Regions from separate parts of the Arachis hypogaea genome. Here region 2 is linked to region 1. Evidence: chromatin contacts called from public Hi-C data. All regions are on one chromosome and are shown on one strand. Each heading gives the region's core, a stretch centred on a gene start, on an enhancer-like site or on the middle of the called end of the contact. The rest is flanking DNA. Distances are from core to core; before and after follow the strand shown. Region 1 has its middle 50 kb from the start of LOC112715324. Region 2 holds the start of LOC112715325 (pentatricopeptide repeat-containing protein At4g33990).

Region 1 (6,553 bases), core at 2,015-4,514:
CTCCTCCTTCAGACTCTTCTCAGCCTCCTGATACAAAAGAATCCTCTCCTCTAACTCTTCAACCCTCAGGGATGAACCCAAAGAGCTGAGGGGAGTCTTCTAAAAAATATCAAGAAACTTGGTGCACATCTCCGCCGCCCTGATACTCTCCTGAGCCAGAATAGTAAGGTGGCTTCGAACAGAAGCATCATCCATACTTATACGAGTATAAGGATAGATATACTCTCGAACAAATTGAGGCTCATTCACCTTGGCCTCACCTTCAAAGGAAGAGCCAGACTCTAAAGTCTTGCGCTTCTTCTTTTCTGGCTCAGGAGAAGGTCGGGAAGGAGGGGACGACAGAGAAGAGGCTGAGGAAGAAATGACAATAGGATGAGTGGGGGTCCCCAAGTTGTGAGAAGAAAGGGGAGGGGAAGGAAGAGAGGGACCAGCTGCCCTGGCACCGCTGACTCTGGCGCAGGATCTTGCTTTGGCCTCCTAAACTCTCTGGTAAGACTCCTTGAAATTCTTCTTTGCCATTTCTGTAAAAGCAATTAAGAAGTTAAAATCAGCAAAACAAGTCAGAGAAACAAGTCGTACAAAGCATCAAGTCAAAAAATATGAGAAAACAAACAAAAGCTACCTAGTTGAGCCTGGACAAAGGTCGGAGACCCTTGGAGAAACTTTTTTGAATCCAGGTAGGGGGCTCTCCCCTAAACTTCTCAGAGAAACCCCACAACGGCCACCTCTACCTCATCCAAATTATCCAGACCGTATTTTTCACAAGGAGAGGCCTATAACCAATACAGGGAAAATCGAGGAGAAGAATTTTGATCCAGGAAAAAGGGATGGTGACCCTCTACAGATTGAACTTTGAAAAAGAAATTTTTGAAGTCATGGAAGGGTTCATCAAAAAGGGTAAAAACTCTCCGACCTTGTATGGCCCGGAAAGATACCCACTGCTGTTTGTTATTTTGCCTATTGAAGGGCTTAGTCATATGAAAGAGATAAAAGAAAATCTTCAAAGAAGTCGGAAAGTCTAAAGCATGAGTGATAAATTGATAAATTTTCAAAAAACCCTAAGAGTTGGGATGGAGTTGGGTAGGAGCAACACGACAGTGACCTAAAACATCTATCTCAAAGTCAAAAAAAGGGAGAAAAATGCCTAGGCGGGTAATCATACTCTCATACATATAAAAAAAATGAGGGGCAGCCTCAGAAGCCCTCCCAAAGCAAACCCGGTCTTCCAGACCTGGGGCAATCAGTTCATATTTCGGCTCATCCTCATCAGAAGTACAAAGCCTATGATGGGTGTGGAGGTTGGTGATGAAGTCAGTGTCAACAAGAGGTTCTTCCCCTAGAACCGTGATATCCACCCATTGAGTAAGAGTTTAAACAGAAGATATTTTATTTTTCTAGAAAAACATAGCAAAACCTACAAAGGAAAAAGAAATGGATCAAAAATAGGGTCTCTAAGGGTTCGAGGCGAGTCTCTCAAAACTAAACAGAGAAACACCAAGACTACCATCCACACTCTACAGAATAAAACATGCAAAGAAAGAGTAAGAAAAGAAACTGACATTTTTCCTCGCAGAAAGATGGAAGCAAAAGCACTCGAAAAGGAAGGAGCTTTCTTCTTTCGATCAACAAAGGGTGCATGTGGAAAAGTTTTCAGAAACGAAACAAGCGAGGAGAGGGAAAAGTATTTATAAACACGTTAGGGGCATAAAGGTAAAACGGCACAAGCTATTTAAGAGTTGCACCGTTACCAATGTAACCGCCCCCGCGTATGAATGCTTAAACCTCTAAGAGACGCGACGTTTGATTAGACGCGGCTGTTGAAAGCTTTTAAACAAAAAATATGTCGGTTCTAAAAAAATCACGTCAGTTCCCTATCAGGTCGGATACGGTCCCGAGTTATAGTACTTGACCCCAACTCTTAAAAGAAATTGGGCTCGAGTAGGGGTACTGTTCATACCCTGTCCCAATGCTAAGGCCCAAGTCCAAACGGCAGGCCCAACCCACAGGGTTGAGCCTCACAGTACACCGACCTTCCCCTAAGAAGTTGGTGCTCCCCACGACTTGCTCTAAGGAAGTCGGAAGCGAAGATTAGCTGGCAGATAATAACTGCCCCTAAAATTTCTTAACCCACTTCCAGGAGTCATATCGCAACCTCCCTAAGATAAAGGGACGGTTATCCACCTTAAAAGGTGGAACTACTCCAATGGTGGTTATTGGTTCACCACTATAAATACACTGACACCCCTCAGGTATCTCTAAGTCCCAATACTCTCTAGACCTGCTCATACCCTTGCTGACTTAGGCATCAGAGTGTCTTTGCAGGTACCACCCCCATTCACTCACGCTCACAAGTCGGACGGAGGCCCCAAAGGCGTGAACCCACTCGAAGGCTTCCCTCCTCAGACAATTGGGCTAACCTAACGAGTCCAGCCCATTAATCTCCAGTTACCCAACGTAATAAGTATCATATCCAAAATGTATTTGACATGCGGACATGACAACTTAACAAAATATTTATACTTCATAGTTGACCACCTTCTTTTACTGAAGAATTATCTCAATTATCTTATCTATAAAGGACACGTTTTCTTATCGAAAGATCATTTTTTTAATTATTTAATGATGTAGAGCATTTAAAATAATATAATATAAGAAATCATGTAACACATAACATCACATGTATACACATTCATTAAAAAAAGTCACATGGATAATAATCATAATGATAATTATAATAATAATAATAAATATATACATATTATGTACAAATATGAATAAAATACATAAAATTTTTATGTAGACTTGGTATTTTTTAGAGTCTCTTGATCTATTTTTAATATTATGGTGTTGACTTTTTTTTTTTTTGTGTTTGCACATGAAGTTTTTGTGAAAGAAAGAGAGTGAAGAATAAATAAGATGGAGAAGATGAGTTTTTACTTTTTTTTTTTTAAGATTAGAAGTTAAACTTAAACTCGAATCATTTAGATGAGAATGAAAATATTGTACCATTTGAGTTATAATTTGTTGGCAAATTTTTACTTTGTTAATTTGTCTTTATTTATTTACTTGTATTAATATATGTGGGTAGGATATTTAAATTTTTTAAAAAAATTGAGTGATGATTAAATTTTTATTTAAATTTAAAATTTGAGACTTATATTCTCTTATGATCTGAATTTTCTTTTTATACTCTCTTATGTTACTCTGAACAAAACATAAGCCTACCCATATGCTAGGCCCAATTCAAAAAGGCCACAATTAAGGAATAAGCCTAATCTGCAACTTTGGAGGTTTACATTTTTCTTTCTGTTGGGACAGTTCGTCAGTTCCCCACGGATCCAAAATCCAACACGTGATATTTAAAAAATCTAACACGTGATATTTAGAAAAGAATATGAGGTGATCAATATTTTCTTCTGGAATTTAAGGTAATGCTAGCCAACTCTTCAATCTTTTCCTCCATTGTTATCCCCTAGTATTTTTCTTAAAAAAAGTGATAAACCATCAATTGTTTTAGAAATATAAAATGCTAGTAAATATATTTCACAGAAGATATTTACAAGTTAAATGTATTTTAGGGTTGATCTTTTATGAATTGTTTCTAATAATTTATTTAGTATTAACAAAGACATTTAAAAAACTAATTTGTTATCAAAGAAGATTTTAGAGATTAATTTCTTGAGTTGTTGTCTTCTAAAAATTAATCAGTATATTAATTATTCACATACTATATGAATAATTTGCTTAAATCACATCTTTATTGTTTTTTGGTCTAACAAAAGAAAAATATACTAAATAGAGATGAAAAAAAAGTAAGGCCTTGAGTCCTTGACCAAAAAACGGAGAAAATAATGGGAGGGTTAATAAACACAGATGCATTCCCAAAAAAAAAAAAATAGATGCATCATGATTCAAGCATGCCATTGAACGCATGTCTGGTTTTTCTCAAAATTTCACCGTGTCTTGATTTTAGAACTTCGAATGTCTTAGCAAAAAGAAATAGAGTAAATTTTAGTTCTTGTTTTCCATATTATATGAACGCTTCCAAGAAAAAAAAAAAAGCAACTACCAACCTGCCACACTTAAGTAAAAAACACATGATGCAACAATCAACCTACCACAACTATTTAGCAAAATACATGAATAGAAATATGTATAAGATGCTACTGAAAATTCTGGACCCATCGTCCTAAATTCGTCCCTGATCTAAATTGAAGAAAATGTTACTTTAAGTGAGGATGATAATAAACATTCAGAGTGCCAGCCAATTGAAACTAGCTCAATTAGTGTAGGTGATTAGGTTAGTTTTTCTCCTTTCGCATTAGCTGGATTCAAAATCACCAGTGTAATTAAAAAAAAAATAAAATTTTTTTTATCTCTTAATATTTTTAAAATTTTTTAAAAATATCGCTGGCTCTTAATTTAATTCAATTTTGTTAAAAACGTTTGAAGTTACTTCTAATCTTATCCTTCCTATTATTAAAGTTTAAACGGTTAACTTATGACGCTAGGATACTTACACTTACATGCAATACGCGGATACATAAATTTAAAATTCTTATAAGACATGAGAATATGGTATATATGTAATATATAAAGTATTTTTTAGATAAATTATAATAGTATTTTGATATTTTATTGATATTAAAATATAAATAAAATTTTTAATTATTTTTAATATTTTTTTATGATATAAAAAATTTAAAATATTTTTTTGTTTTAATACTTAATAATATATACTATTTTTAAACTCATTTAAAAAATATATGTTAAGAAGAAGACGGAATACGTTGACACATGATGATATTTAGGTGTGTTTAAATGAATTTAAAAAAAATTTGTTTTTTATTAAAACACAGTGAAACAGACAAAAGACAGACATGTCAGCATCAAAAAGTTTTATATCTGAAATGTGTTCATGCTTCATAGCACTCAATATAGAGCTTCAATTTATTTCCTGTAATTTTACCCTTATTTATTTCCTGTAATTCAAGAACTTCAATGTCAAATTGAGTACTATCAAACTAAACTTCAATTCATTCTTCATCATCCTACTATCTTTAAAGTTGAATAACAACAACAGTATCTTTAGATTGCAATCGTGGTAATAACGTTGAAGAGATTCAATATGATCAATTATTAAAACAGCTGACGATTGATCTTAATGCATAAACGATGTAAAAATCGCAAACACATGTATTATTTCCACCTTTTGACATTAAATATTAAACATTAAACAATGAGGATGAAAACCAGAATAATATAGAGCTGGTGGTAATAGTGGCTATATTTATGATCCTAAGCCTATGCCCTTGATTTTAAAGAAACGAATCCAGATCATCCAACACTATAGTTGAGGGCATGCATTTAGATTTGTAATCATATAATATAAGGTGGGAAAACTTGAAACTAGTTCTTAAAGGACTCGGGAATAATATTCTAATTTAACGGCCTATATTAGTGCCGTACAAAAAATGTGTAAATTTATAAAATTCTACTTTAAAGTTGTACTAATTATGAAAGGGTCTGTTAGATTAAATAACAAATTGATAAAATAATTAAAAATTAATTATATCTTTTTTAAAAAAATTAAAAGAATTTTTTTAACATTATGAAGAAATAATATTTTCGTACCAGTATTAAAAGATTAAAAAATTTTTTATTTTTAAATTTTTTTAATTGTATTACGACTTAAAATTTAATTTCTATTTTGAAATACTAAAATATCTACAGAATTCATATTAAAAAACTAAAATATTTGTTAATTAGCATTAAATTTAAAATATCAAAATATTCTTTATGTAATAATTTTAATATTACTATTACACATTTTATATGAATAAATAATATTATTTAATTTATTAGCAACTATAATTTTTAATTTAATATTAAAAAGATTAAAACATTTTATAATTAATTTTAAAATACCAAAACAATCTTTTTTAGCATTAACCTTAAAAAACTAAAATACCATTTTAGAATAAAAATTATTTAATTGTATTAGAAATTGTAAATTTAACATTCGAAACAATTAAAATATTCATATAATTAATTTTTAAAATAACAAAATAACATTTTAAAGTTAATCTAAAAAAAATTAAAATATCATTATAGATTAAATTCACATTGTTTGATCATATTAGAAATGAAAAATTTGAATTTGATTTTAACAAGACTAAAATACTCATTTTAAATGACTAAGGTAACCTTTTAAAATTTAAATAAAAATAATTTTTTTGTATTAATTTTGAAAAATTCTAAAATATCTTTTAGATTTAAAGATATTTGATTGTATTAAAAATTAATATTTAAATTTTATTATAAATTGACAAAAATTTACATAAAATTCATTTTAAGAAAATAGAAAATTTTCTTAACATTAATTTTAAAGAGATAAATTTTTTTTATTATAATTATAATAACTTTTATTATTATTGATATTAATGTAGTACATTAATTGATATTATTATAATTATTATTATTACTGTTATTATTGTTACTTTTTATGACTAACACATTTTTAACAAAAATGTTTTAGATCTTTTAATGAAAT
Region 2 (7,243 bases), core at 3,970-6,469, 210 kb after region 1:
GCCTCTCTTCTTAGAAAACTACATCTAAAACCTAAAATTATGAATAATGAGAAGTCTTCTCTATTTTCCCACTATGCAGCCTCTAATCTGTGCTTTCTGGGCCGAAAACTGGGTCAAAAACAGCCCAGAAATCGCTGGATACGTACAGGTCGCTGGATTTTTCATAGATGCACGTGTGCGCGTGATGCACGCGTGCACGTCGCCTAGCTGTACGGCCACTATAGCAAATTATATATCATTTTGAAGCCCCGGATGTTAGCTTTCCAACTCAATTGGAACCGCCTCATTTGGACCCTTGTAGCTCAAGTTATGATCGATTTAGTATGAAGAGGTAAGGTTGGATAGCTCAGCAATTCCTTCAATTTCTTGTATTCCTTCCACTTTTGCATGCTACCTTTCTATCCTCTAAGTCATTCCTACCCTATAAACCCTGAAATCACTTAACACACATATAAAGACATCGAATGGTAATAAGAGAGGATTAAAATTAGCAAAATTAAGGCCAAAGAAGCATATTTCCAATCATAGCACAAAATTAGGAAGGAAAATGTAAAACATGCGATTTCTATGAATAAGTGTGAGATTAGTGGATAAAATTCACTCAATTAAGCACAAGATGTACCACGAAATAGTAGTGCATCAATGTTCCACCATGATCGAACATGATATCTAGCAATTTTTCTATCTACACCAAAAAAAAGTATAACATTTTATCTAATGTAAGCTATTAATAATAGAATCAGCAAACCACAATAGAACACACAATCCAAAATTGTTTATAAATAGCTACTTCATTGACATTGCCATTATAGAAATACCCTTATTTCCTGTGTGAAAACAGAGCATTCTGAAAATTCCTACCCATACCACCCGTTATAAAAAATCCTAACTAATAATATAGCTTCAATAGTTTTTCATCAATCTACACAAAATTTCCAAGTAAAATCCACAATGATGGATACCTCAACATTATAAAAAATAAAACAAAAATATTTTATATACTACATGCCTACTTCTGTGTCAGGAGGTTTCACGAAGAAGCTTTGCTCCTTTCTTTACCGATTTTGAGCCAACGATGACCAGGTTTCGACGAATTCGAAATTGCTTCACCACAAAAATCCTCACCAGGAATTGCGAATGCTAGGATTTGGAGCAACGTCTTTTCAGTTCGAAGAATATGAAGTGATCTCTTTAAATATGGGGGTTCAGTTTTGTAACTCCTTCATAGTTGAAATGACGTTGTTTTGTTATGGGTTTAGCGCCAAAACCAATACGATGACGTTTCCTATTATCCAGCGTGACAATTATTTGCCAGGTTACTCCCACCGGGAAGCAAGGTGAACGGAAAATTGGGAAGGGACTAGATTGGTGCATTTTATTCAATTTCGAGGACATAAGTAGTGTAATTGAAAAGTTAAAGACGAAATCGATACATTTTCTGAATCTTAGGGACTACTTTGGAGTCCAACTTTACTTTATCTATAATAAAAGTTATATATTATTCTCTCTTAGTTTGTTTATCTATTTTTTATTCTATTGAATCTCTGAATTAATAATACATAATTTGTCTATAATAAAAATTCGAAGAAAAAAAAACGTGCATTTAATTGGACTTAGTTTAAAAAGTGCTTAACTAGTTGGTGCTTTTATAAAAAAAAATTATGTTATAATATGTTTGATTATTTTATGATATCAAATTTGATTATTTTAGATTTAATTATTTTATTAAAAATATATAGTACATAATAATTAATTTAGACCCTCAATTTTCACGTTAGTGGAGTAATATTTTACTATGAAATCATGTAGGACTTCCGGAAATATATAGTGGCTAAACAAAAAGTTTCCGGTGTTGGTGTAACACAACCAGTCAGTAAAAGTTAAATTAGCATTTTAATTTTAATGATGAAGTTCTTCTCCCCTTTAACACAACCAGTAAGTTTCTTCTCTTCTCTTCCATATTATTGTTGCTCTTTGCTTTTTTTTTTTTTTTTGTACTCTGAACTATGAATTAACAACTTGCAACGTAGATATTATAATTCACACTTATATTATTATGTTTGTAAATCATATTAAAGTTCTTGCAGTAATTTATGTACAACTAACATATTTTAGACCTTAATTGCGCTACATACATCAAAATCTACCTAGGCCATTTTGAAGATTATGGTATTTAATTTGATTTAATTTTTTGTTTAGGCATGACGACAGGGACAAACTTATTATCAGGACTCTCAGGAGCATGTAACCCGGAGGAACCTCCAATTATCCGAATCTGGTTTGCAAAAATGAAGTGTGCCAGAAAAGATGCAAAATTGAACATCCTACACAAACTGAACAACCTCGTTGCATTGGCAGAGACACTTGTGTTTGTTGCTATCATCCATAGTTAAAGAAATAAATCATTTTCATATGATCAAGGGGGTTATTATTGTATGGGTGGACAAATCCCTATGAATAAGAAATAAATAAATTGAAGATTATTATTGTATTTGTATGGGAAAAAATCCTTATAAAATAAAAATAAAATAAATTGAAGATTATTATTGTATTTGTATGGAAAAAACTACCCCTTTTGGATAACATAAAATGTTTAATTTTCTACGTGATTACCAAAGAGTTTGTAATTTTTTTCTTTTTGTTACTCATGGCATGGCTAACTTTTTTTTTTAACCGAAAACTTAAAACAACTTTAATACTAGTTTTCATTTCAATTTCATTTTAAATTTTAAAAAATATTATGTCGATATTTGTGGGATTATATGTCATAAATAGTTATTTAAGACTAATGTATTATTTAATTATTCCATCATTAAGATAATTATATAAGTGGCAAGATTTTAATAGTTATCTATCAAAATAATACTATTTCTCTAATATAAGACTGATTTTATTATTTCATCTATTAATTCTAATATAAATCAATTCAAAATTAATTTACTTCTTGTCAGTATAAAAAAGGTTAAGTACGATTTTAGTCCTTAAGGTAGGGGTTGAAAATTTTTTTGTCCCTAAACTTTTTTTACTTATAAAATTATCTCTAAAATTTAACTTAGTTTTAAATCGTTCTACCAAAATTTTAATTTTTATTACCAAACTACCCTTAACTAAAAAATATATTAAAAAACAGTTAAAGGGGATCACGCTTTGGGGGGAGGGTTTCAAGGAAGAAGAGGGGAAAGGGATGGGGAAGAGAATTCGCCACCGCTGCTCCTCGTCGCCGCCGCTGCTCCTCGTCGTTCGGTCCTTGCCGCTGGATATCGCCGCCAGATCTCGCCGCTGCTCCTCTTCCTCGCTCAACGTCGATGCCAGCAGATCCGCGAGTGTGGACGTTTTGCACCACTCACCGTTTCTGCTCTTCCTCCTCGCTCGGTCACCAGTCGTCGCTGCTCCTCACCGGCCGTTTCTTCTCCTTGGCCGTTTCTGCTCCTTGCCTTTTCTGTTAATTATATTGTTGAATTTGTTTGATTTGTGGATTTGTTGATTTGTTAATTATATTGTTTTTTATTTTGATTATATTATTGTTTTTTATTCTAATTTCATTCTGATTTTGGATGCTCTGCATCTGTTTCTAGTTGCTTGTGCTTTTAGTTTTGGTTTTGTTTCTGCTTCAAGTTGCTTGTGCTTCTGGTTCTAGTTTTGCTTCTAATTCTATTGTTTCTGCTTCTGTTTCTGGTTGTTTTTTTTTTTATTTTTATTACATTGTTTTATTGTTGTTATTGTTGATACTTTGATGAAAAAGAAGAAAAAAGAAGAAGAGATGATGCTGTGATGGAGAAGAAGAAAAAGCAGAATAGAAAATGAAGATTTTGGGGAAGAAGGAGAGGGGTATTTTGATCCGAAGGACAATTTTAAAATTAAGTTAAACTTTAGGGACGATTTTGCAAGTAAAAAAAAGTTGAGAACGAAAATAATTCTCAACTCCTACTTTAAGGACCAAAATCGTACTTAACTCTATAAAAAATGATATTCCAAAAGCACTCTATTGAAATTATTCTTATTAATAAAAAAAGAATAAATTTATTACTCCCACGTTTTAGTTATCCACCATTAATTAAATTTACAGAAAAACACATATATGATATATTTATTAGTTTTAGTTATCCTTATTATTTTCTACAAAATTTGGTGATGTTACAATACTATTGATTGGAGTTTTAAAACTCCATGAATTTTAAAACTAAATATTTTTAAAATGAAAATACTCTATTAATATAAATATTTTTAAAAAGTATTATTTTAATATTACTAATTTTTATTATTACTTAATAAATTTTTTAATAGAAAAATCGTATTATCTTAAAATAAAAAGATTGAAGATTGAAGTGCTCATTTTTTTTGGAAAGAGCGCCTTGTCCTTTATAAAAATGGACAAAAACGGTGTTGGGTATTTATTTATTTTTTTTGTTATTGTATATGAATCTGATTGCTTTCTCTTTTATGTGAGCTTTATTGTATATTAATCATTTAATCTTCTTGAATTGTATATTAATATGTAATTAAGGGTGTTCAAATCTAAACTAATTTAAATTAAACCGCTCATCCAATCCAATTCAAACTGAAAACCAATTAAAACCGCACTAATTCGGATTTGATTGGATTCTATTTTTTGCAAACAGTTGGATCGGATTGGATTTCAGATCTTCTTTTTATAACTGATCCAAATCAATCCAATCGCACAATGAACTATAATATTATTATTTTATTATTATATTTACAATTATACTTATAACATGTTTAATTTGTTATACATTTTTATATTATTCATATATTATTATTATTTAATAAATCTTTTATGTTCAAAATGTGATTTATTTATTTTTTTAACTAACTTATAATTTTATTTCTATTGTTATGTTATCGGTGACTTTTTAAAATATTATTAAAACTTGTTATGTCATTGTTAATTATTTAAAATATAATATTGAGACTTGTTATATGTATTTAACTTTTTTAATTTACAAAATCACAAATCCAATCCAATTCAAATAATTTGAAATTGGATCGGATTGGATAAATTTTTGATTCAAAATCGATCCAAACCACACTTCGAACACCCTTATTTGTAATTGGTAATTTCTATCAATTGGATTTTTGACTATTTAAGTATTTAACTTTTGATTAATGTTTTAAAAATTGAACCGAATTGACTAATTTGACCGAGTTAACCGGTCACTTAGCCGGTTCAATTAAAGTATAAAACTGCAAAAAATTGAAACTGGGTAAATCATGGTTAATCAGTGAACCGTCAGAACCAGCCGGATTTTTTCGTGGTTTCCGCTTCGGTGCATCAATGAAAAACGACGCTGTGTTGCAATCAGAAGGAAGAAGAACGAAGAAATACCCCACTTCCTTTCTCTCACTCTCTGAAACCTAACCCTAAGCCCAGCCAGCCACCATCACCGTCCCTCATCGCCAAATTCTTCTCCTCTGGTACAGGGTGCTCCCCGCCGGTGGGGACAAAACGTGGGTGCCGTCACACTCTTGTTGTCGCAGAACTCTTCTCATCGGATCGCCGAACTCTTCTTAGTTCTCATCGCTCCTCTTCTCGTTGCCGTCGCACGAAGGACGCGTTGATCCGGTGGCGTCGCCGTACCAAAGGTTGATCGGTCGGTCGTCGTCTCTTCGAGCTCTCTCTCTGTCCGAGGCCAGCATCCCTCTTCGAGCTGTCTGTTACTCTCTGTCCGAGCTCACTTCCCTCGTCAGTTGCCGTCACTTCCCATTCCTCCGTGGCCGTCACTTGCCTTCCTCCTTGGCCGCCCGTAAGCACTGCTGATTCAATTTATTTTTGCTTGTTTTTGTACTTTTGTTTGGTTTTCTGATTTCTGGTTAATTTCTGCTTATTTTGAGTTACTGAATTTCTGAGTTTGTAAGCCTCCATCCCTCCACTGCTTATTCAGTTTCATTTTTGGGAGTTAATTGCTATTTTTCTGGATTTAATTATGTTGATTGTTGATTGTTGTTTTCCTGGGTTACTTGTTGTTTTCTGAGTTATTTTTCTTCCTTGTTCATTGTTATTAACAGGGCTGGGTTGTTGTTATTTTGTCCTGACTTCTGGGTTAATTATCGTTGATTATTGGTAATTTTCTGAGTTATTTTTGTGCTATTGTTCTAATTCTGAGTTAATTTATTAGTTGTTGGCTTGTTCGTGAGCAAAATTAGTTAAACTTAAAAACTTGTTTTTATTGTTGTTTCTTCTGGTGGCGGATAAGTGTTATCCTTTATGTGCTTCACTGCATTGTTAAGTTTTGTTATATTGATTCTGATTTCTGAGTCGTTGGTTACTGATTTTTCTGATTCTGACTTGTTGATGGTGCTTTGCTGGGAATGAGTGTGTCAATATGTAATTGAGATACTTGTGCTCTTCAATTGGATTCGGCTCTGATTGATGTTGAAAAAAGAATTTTCAGTTGAAATCCCGGATGAGAAAACTGATAAGCTTGTTTGCTCTGCCAATGTTGCAAATTACATAGCCTCATCTAAAGCTGACCAGAAAATTGTTGAAAGCCCTGAAATTTTACTGTGTTGTTTTCTTGGGGATGTGGCAATCTAAGTTATATGAACCTGTGTTAAGTTTGTTTAGTAGCATATATGACTTAATGTTAGTTTCCTTAATAGTGTACTTTATACGGGAATGCCTTAATTAGTCTGAAGAATACCAAATAATTGCTCTTAGCTAATATTGATCACTTGCTTTAGTTTACTTTGTGATGATTATGATTTGTGATGAGGAGCATATATGTGCATTTTGATTTTTTTAATTATAAACTTTGATGTTTGAAGTTGTTTGTAAACTTTTAATGGTAAATTATAAATAATTATGTGAAACTTTGAATTTTATTAGCTTACAATTCATTGAATTTAAATATTTGAAATTATATAAAATTTTCAATAATTTTATTTTATATTTAATTAAACTGGTTGAATTCTGGTTGAATTTCGGTTGAACCACTAAATTATTGAACCAGTCACTCTACTGGTTTATTGACCGGTTCAGTTTTCGCAACCATAGTTTTGATCAATGTTATGAAAACTAGACAGGATAGGCCGGTCGGACTGGTCCAACCGTGAATTGGCAGCATTAATGGTCCGGCCAGCCATGTAAAACAGTGATAAAAAATTGGTGGAGAGCTGCTAAATCGACCTAGAACCAGCTGGTTGGACCGGACAGGGAACCCGCCGGTTTGAAGGAAATGGCGCCTTGTTGAAGTTTAATGGGGGAAGAAAAATGTGAAACCCTACC

The links. A called contact is a pair of places that touch in the nucleus more often than the background predicts.
Region 2: a Hi-C map of an unstated tissue shows a contact between it and region 1, with 5 times the contacts expected there. The contact joins the promoter of LOC112715325 here to the enhancer-like site in region 1. A contact is called at or near these places in 2 of 8 Hi-C or Micro-C datasets (leaf and an unstated tissue).

What each region holds. Positions count from the first base shown.
Region 1 is chr10:18,969,422-18,975,974 of arahy.Tifrunner.gnm2.J5K5, forward strand. No RefSeq gene overlaps it. Among protein-coding and RNA genes, the nearest start is that of LOC112715324, 50 kb to the left of the region's middle. Within about 2 kb of position 3,265, at least 1 of the 3 cell types and tissues checked has open chromatin away from gene starts, as enhancers often do.
Region 2 is chr10:19,180,499-19,187,741 of arahy.Tifrunner.gnm2.J5K5, forward strand. LOC112715325 (pentatricopeptide repeat-containing protein At4g33990) reads left to right here and starts at 5,220. Exons shown (of 6, transcript XM_029289613.2): 1 at 5,220-5,762; 2 at 7,038-7,243.